Regions from separate parts of the Rattus norvegicus genome. Here region 2 is linked to region 1. The links are chromatin contacts, called in public Hi-C maps. All regions are on one chromosome and are shown on one strand. Each heading gives the region's core, a stretch centred on a gene start, on an enhancer-like site or on the middle of the called end of the contact. The rest is flanking DNA. Distances are from core to core; before and after follow the strand shown.

Region 1 (3,255 bases), core at 269-2,768:
CATCTGGGTGCTTCAGGCTCCACTCGGAAGGGTAAATGCAGGGACATCCATATGGGGGAGAGATGGCCAGTGGTCAGTCATGGAGGGGCTTGAGGATAACATTTGTTCAGTGAGGCCATTGGCAGACCTTAAACAGATGAAGGAATGGACCTTTTAGCAGTGCCTCAGAGAGTCTGGGTGCGAAAGGCCTAGGCTGTAAAATTGGCTGCAGCCACGGAAAACAGCCTCAAGGCAGGAAGGAGGCCGAGAGAAGAAAGTGAAGTTTTTGCATTCCTGAATACCATCAGGATACAGGGCAGATGGAAACTGGTTTGCAGTTACTGGTCTAGGTGTAGACAGCTAAGCCAAGGGGTAACCTTGACCACAAAAGGACTTGAGGAAGAGAAGATGGATGGGTCCCTGCCTGGACAAGCTGATATGTCAGCAAATCTTCACTTCTGGTTGGAAGTCACAGTCAGTCATGTCAGGTCAATCCGGTAATAACCAGGGTGTAAAATTTTGAGCTGCCTATGGGTGCCCTTATGTTTCAGCATACGTTGGTTTCCCGTCTGCTGGCCACGCAGGAGATGGCAGTTCTGATAGTGGGAGGAAGAGAGATAGGAGGGGCCGCCTCTGAGATTTATTCTCTGTTTATCTGTGACTGCTTAGAGTCATGTATTATATATGCTGACAGAAGTCTGTGAGGGACACAGTGATGTCCCTCTGCCTCTCTCTGACTGCCTGAGAGGTGGCATGGGGGTAGTCTTTATGGTTTTACCAGTTAAGTAGCTCTGAGACCTTGGAAGCTCTCTATCTATAAACTTTAGCACACTCTCCTCAAAGATAAGATCTTGGGGCTGGGAATTTAGCTCAGTGGTAGAGCGCTTGCCTAGGAAGCGCAAGGCCCTGGGTTCGGTCCCCAGCTCCGAAAAAAAGAACCAAAAAAAAAAAAAAAAAAAAGATAAGATCTTACCTGCTTTGGCGGAGATCAAATGAGATGACAGTCTGCAAAATACTTGGTTCCATGCACTAGGCCAATGTTACTGCTCTTCCTACTTTTTTCTTACTTACATTTACATTTTTATTGTATGAATTTGTGTGTATGTATGTCCATAAACACACATCTGGAGGTCAGAGAACAACCTGTGGAAGTTGGTTGTTCCAACTTCCTGCTACCAGCCACATGGGTTTTGGGGATAGAACTCAGACTGCTGTTTGGATAGCAAGTGTGTTCGCCCCCAGAGCCTCTTCCCAGCCTGCCACTTCCTTTTCTTGTGTGCACGGGGCTAAATGCTGGCTGTACACTTTTCTAGGAGGGCAGGGTGCACTGGGCCCGTGTTCTTGTTCAGACAGAGACACCACTTTCATGATGGCTTCACTTTCACTTACTGATGGCTAACTGAAGACCAGAGAGTTAGGACACACAAGTGAGGTGCACGGATATCACAGCCAGATCTCTCAAGACCCACAGCTCATTGTTCTTGGCTGTGGAGGGACCCTTGCCTGGTGAGTCAGACAGTGGTGCTTAGAAGGCTGCGAGAGCAGCCTCCTTTCTCTGTCCCACTCCCTTGGCAAAGCTATACAAAGAACTCATTGTCTCAGGGAAAGGAGACAAATGGCTACAACAGAAGTCAAAGTGCTGGTATCACTTCAAAACATTCTCTCCGTGCCCCCTGTTGCTTCACTGTTTCTCACACAAAAGTTCTCCTCTTTTGCTCTAGAGTTGAAAGGACTGTCCTTAACAGCCAGTTCATTTTCCTCTCAAGGATGTTACGTATTCTTCAGATTCCAAGAGCTCTAAGTGCCAAACCGAGAAAGCACCATGGACTTGAGAGGACATGCATCAACTTATCATTATGTGAAAACTCCATATTGTCTGACTATAATAATTATATAACATAACATCGCCATTATTAGGTATTTATATAGTATCTTTCCTATGTTAATTCGCATATGCTAGTGAATATGTTCACTAGCATCCTTTCAGTCACATGCCCAATGCATTTAGACTATATTTGCCCCCATTACCCTTTCTTGGTCCCTCCCTTCTCCCACTCATCCCCTTCCTCTTCCCAGCACATCTACTTTTATGTCCTCAAGCTTTAATGGGGGTCACGTGGAGGTGGAGAGCAGCCTTGTAGTCAGTTCTTTCTAACTAGATCTCCAGCCTTGAGAAGAAAGTACTTTATCTCCTGATCTGTCTCACTGTCTGTCTCACTGTCTGTCTGTCTGTCTGTCTGTCTGTCTCTGTGTGTGTGTGCCTCTCTCTCTCTATCTTTCTGTGTGTGTGTGTGTGTGTGTGTGTGTGTGTGTGTGTGTGTGTGTGTGTTTGTTTTAAGGTTGGTTACAGGAACGGGCAACTTACAATGGCTACACTACTGAAGAAAATCAATCTCTCTCTCTCTCTCTCTCTCTCTCTCTCTCTCTCTCTCTCTCTCTCTCTCTCTTTCTTAGCAACCATTAGCTACCTAGAGATCCCCAGGGAGGGACAGGGCCTGGGAGCTTGTCTTCTGTGCGTGGGGAGATGTTAACAGGCCCACCCAGTCTTGGGCAGGTCTAGGTAACCAGAGCTGCCAAGAGCTCAGCCATGCTACAGCCAGGCCATGCCCAGAAGACAGTGCTCCACAATATTCCAACCCTTCCTTCCACTCTTCTTCGATGCCATTCCTTTATTTTAAATAGCTTTTTTGAAATTTAACTTACAGTGGACTTCACTAATTCTACAAGGTATGATTTGGTAAATTTCAACAAATGCATCGCTCCATCATAGCCATAATGTAAACATTTCTATAGCCCCAGCTTTTCTCTTTGGCTTCCCCAGGGCTGTCTCCCTTTTCTTACCCACAAGCCCACTGATTTGCTTCCTGCTCTTGCTATGTAACGTTGCCCTTTATTAAATTTCCTCTAGTCAGAGAATGCAGAGAGTAGTCTTTTTGTGTCTGTTGCTTTCATTTGGTGTGGTTCTGGGGTTCAGCAAGCGGAGCACTACTAGTTGTCCAGTAGGGGTCCAGTGTATGGACACTCTAATCTGTTTTCCACTCAGCAGCTGACAGCCACTGGGCTGTTTCCATATTCAGCATTGGAAAGAACAGCCACTGTAAACATCTGAGAAAGAGTTATCATGTGGACGGATGCTCTGGTCTTCCCTGTAGGGTCAGGACTCGGAGAAGAAAATGCTTTTGATTTTCGTGAGGTTGAAGGGTTTCCCAGGGTGTGGCCTTTTGGGCTAAAAGCATGGGTGAATAGAGACACTGAGTTACCTTGTGCCGTGTTATT
Region 2 (3,549 bases), core at 287-2,786, 130 kb after region 1:
AGTCCATCCAGCATGGCTGTGAGCACATCTGTGTGAACAATGGGAATTCCTATCTGTGCAGGTGCTCAGAGGGCTTTGTCCTCGCTGAGGACGGAAGGCACTGCAAGAGTAAGTGACTGGGACCAGTTCACTGCTTCCATTTGTTTTTGGTGCAATGGCTTTTTGTAGCATTTCCAGGCAATAGACCCCTTAGCCCTCCTTCTTCCATATACATGGATGTATACACAGACAGCAATAACAACAGCCTTTGATTTAGTAGATAGCAAATGCAATAGCTGGTTCTGTTCTGTAAGCAAAGGGTACAGACAGAGGAGTGGCTTGTACATCACTCCAGTACCCCTGACATCTGCTGGAGAGCCACATGCATGGCATCTGAGTCTTTTCTGATCTCCTTTCTATGATGAATCAATAGACTGGGTAATGAGGACAAGCATTTCATGAGGAAAGAGAACCCTCAGGGCTGAAGAGTTAGCTCAGTGGTTAAGAACAGTATCTGTTCTTTCAAAGGACTCAACATCCATATGGTAGCTCACAGAAGATCTGAGATGTATACATGCAGGCAGAACACTCATACAGATAAAACAAAGTAAAATTTAAAAAAAAGAGAGAACTCAGCCCCCAACTACTCCCCCTACACACACACACACACACACACACACACACACACACACACACACACACACGGGAGCACTCACATTAGCATTTTCTGCTGGCCAAACCTAGAAGTATTTTTGCATATGTATGTTTTTACTTGCTTTATTATTGTACTTCGCTTTGAAAGATTAGACAGTTGCTTGATCTATATAAAAAAGAATATTATAATAACATACTGTACACTGTTTGAAATGAGATAATCTATTTGGAATTGGTACAATTCTCTTATGCAACCCTACATACAAAGTCTCTTAGCAGCGAAATTGCCTATATATTTATATAAAGTATTTCTTTTTACTGTTAACCATCTAAGTTTCCCATAAAGCTTTTTTTTTTCCTTCGGAGCTGGGGACCGAACCCAGGGCCTTGCGATTGCTAGGCAAGTGCTCTACCACTGAGCTAAATCCCCAACCCCTAAAGCTTTTTTCAAAGTTACATTTTTTAAGCCTTAATAGTTCAGTAGAGCACTTATTCATGTGCTACCAAATAAAGACCGCCAGGTTCTTTTATTCTGTCAGCAATAATATATAGCACACCTATTGTGTGCCAAACATTATAAGCCCAAAAATAAAAGACCCTTAGTATCTACTGCAGGAGAATTCAGGCTAGGAGAGAAAGACACGTTGTTAAATAATTATCCCACTGCATGGATACAGCACAGGGCACATTAGGTTTACGCAAAGTGGTTTTAGACATTTTGTGTTAGTCATTACCATAGTCCTGCTGTGTCCACAAAGCAGATACTCAGTACATTGATTCTGACTGAATAAATTAAGGTGTTAGGGTATTCAGAAAGTAGCTGACATAGCTGAGTTACTGTGTGAGCTTCTTGGAAGAGGTAATGGCTGAGGAGAAACTAAGCATGTCTTCTACTGCCAAAACATTAGCACTCGTGTATCTCAGCATCCCACAACACAGCACAAGGAACTGCCGTGCTCTAGCCTAACCCAGTGGTTCTCAACTTGTGAGTCATGACTCCTGAGGGGGTTGGTAAAGCCTTACAATTCATAGCAGTAGCAAAATTACAATTATGAAAATAACTTTATGGTTGGGGGTTATCACAACCTGAGGAAGGGTCACATCACTAGGAAGGCTGAGAACCACTGGTCTAATCCTTTACTGTAATCTGTGCACAGAAAAGGACTTGCTGCCAGTAATCGGTGTGATTTCCTTTTCAATATGTGTGTACCGTGTAGCTTACTTAGGGGAGTTACTGCTGTTCATAATTGGTAACTCAAACATAAAAGGATAACTGGAAAAACTTGTATTTGTGATATGTGAGAATACTGTTCTTAACCACTGAGCTAACTCTTCAGCCCCAGGGTTCTCTTTCCTCATGAAATGCTTGTCCTCATTACTCAGCCCATTGATTCATCATAGAAAGGAAATCAGAAAAGACTCAGATGCTGTCCTGTGTGCTAGGTGAAAAACAAAAAATGGCTCTCTAAATTCACCTATGCCTCCTGCTGAAGCACGATTTTTTATACTTTGTATACACTGGATCTCTAACTTTTTAACCTTGTTACTTTCCTTTCCTTCCTATAGGATGCACTGAAGGCCCAATTGACCTAGTCTTTGTGATTGATGGATCCAAGAGCCTTGGAGAAGAGAATTTTGAGATTGTGAAGCATTTTGTCACTGGGATCATAGATTCCTTGGCAGTTTCCCCCAAAGCTGCTCGCGTGGGGCTGCTGCAGTATTCCACACAGGTCCGCACAGAGTTTACCCTGAAGGGCTTCAGCTCAGCCAAGGACATGAAAAAAGCTGTGGCCCACATGAAATACATGGGCAAAGGCTCTATGACTGGGCTGGCCCTGAAACACATGTATGAGAGAAGTTTTACCCAAGTAGAAGGAGCCAGGCCCCTCTCCACACGGGTGCCCAGAGCAGCCATTGTGTTCACGGACGGACGGGCTCAGGATGATGTCTCCGAGTGGGCCAGGAAAGCCAAGGCCAATGGTAAAATGGGATGGAGTTGTGGCTTATATTACTCAAAGTTTGTGTCTCTTCAATTCACAGCTGGTCTTAGGAGTCAGTGTTTGAGCAACCAGTAATTGCTGGTTAAGCCAAAATACACCTTGGCAATACTGCCACCTACAGGCCATAATGGGACCCTGGAGATACTAAATAAATGTTCCTCACAGCCTGGGTAATAGGATTTACCCCCTAGTACGTGACCTTCAGTAGAGACAATCACCTCAGCAAGTGTTATTTAATTACAACACCCTGGCATGTTTCCTCCATAGTCACCTGAAGAAATTTTTTTAAAAGATAGATTTCTGGTGGCAACTTTACTGACACAAGTACACTTTTAAAATTTTTTATTTTTATTTTCATGTGCATTGGTGTTTTGCCTACATGTGTGTCTATATGAGGGTATCAGATCCCCTAGAACTGGAGTTAGGGACAGCTGTGATCTGCCATGTGGGTGTGGGAATTGAACCCAATTCTTCTGGAAGAGCAGCCATTGCTCCTAACCACTGAACCATCATCCCCGCCTACCCAAGACACTTTAAAAAAATGTAGGAGGAGGAAGAAAGAAGAGGGGAGTTACCCAGGGAGGGAGGGAGGAACACAGAGAGAGAAACAAAAAGGAAAGATTCTCTTTCTAGCTTGGGCTGGCCTGAAACACACTGTAGCACAGAATGAATGGCTTCAAACTCATTGCCTCAGCCTCCCTAGTACTTGGACTACAAGCATGAGCCAACACATGAATAGATTTTTGGTCAAGCCTTTAAGTGAATACTCTGAAGCCATGAAGTCTTTGAATAGAGAAGACCTGTGTTGGCAGAAGCCTAGCTTTTGAAAGGAACAGAGCTGGATGGGTCCAAGTTCCTATTGCTCCATGACACTCAGACCGTCCTCTGGGGTTTTCCTGACTTTGTGTATTCTGCA

What was found. Hi-C and Micro-C count contacts between places; a contact is called where the count stands out from the background.
Region 2: a Hi-C map of Schwann cells shows a contact between it and region 1, with 5 times the contacts expected there. The contact joins two enhancer-like sites. A contact is called at or near these places in 4 of 12 Hi-C or Micro-C datasets (the Rat2 cell line, Schwann cells, frontal cortex and 1 more).

Annotation. Positions count from the first base shown.
Region 1 is chr7:67,388,478-67,391,732 of GRCr8, forward strand. The region is part of intron 1 of Matn2 (matrilin 2); the gene reads left to right. Among named protein-coding and RNA genes, the nearest start is that of Matn2, 9.9 kb to the left of the region's middle. Within about 2 kb of position 1,519, at least 11 of the 93 cell types and tissues checked have an H3K27ac peak or open chromatin away from gene starts, as enhancers often do. A contact at or near this core is called in Schwann cells, where this site is marked.
Region 2 is chr7:67,520,110-67,523,658 of GRCr8, forward strand. It overlaps Matn2 (matrilin 2), which reads left to right. Exons shown (of 19, transcript NM_001427155.1): 13 at 1-108; 14 at 2,200-2,613. Among named protein-coding and RNA genes, the nearest start is that of Rpl30, 15 kb to the right of the region's middle. Within about 2 kb of position 1,537, at least 3 of the 93 cell types and tissues checked have an H3K27ac peak or open chromatin away from gene starts, as enhancers often do. A contact at or near this core is called in Schwann cells, where this site is marked.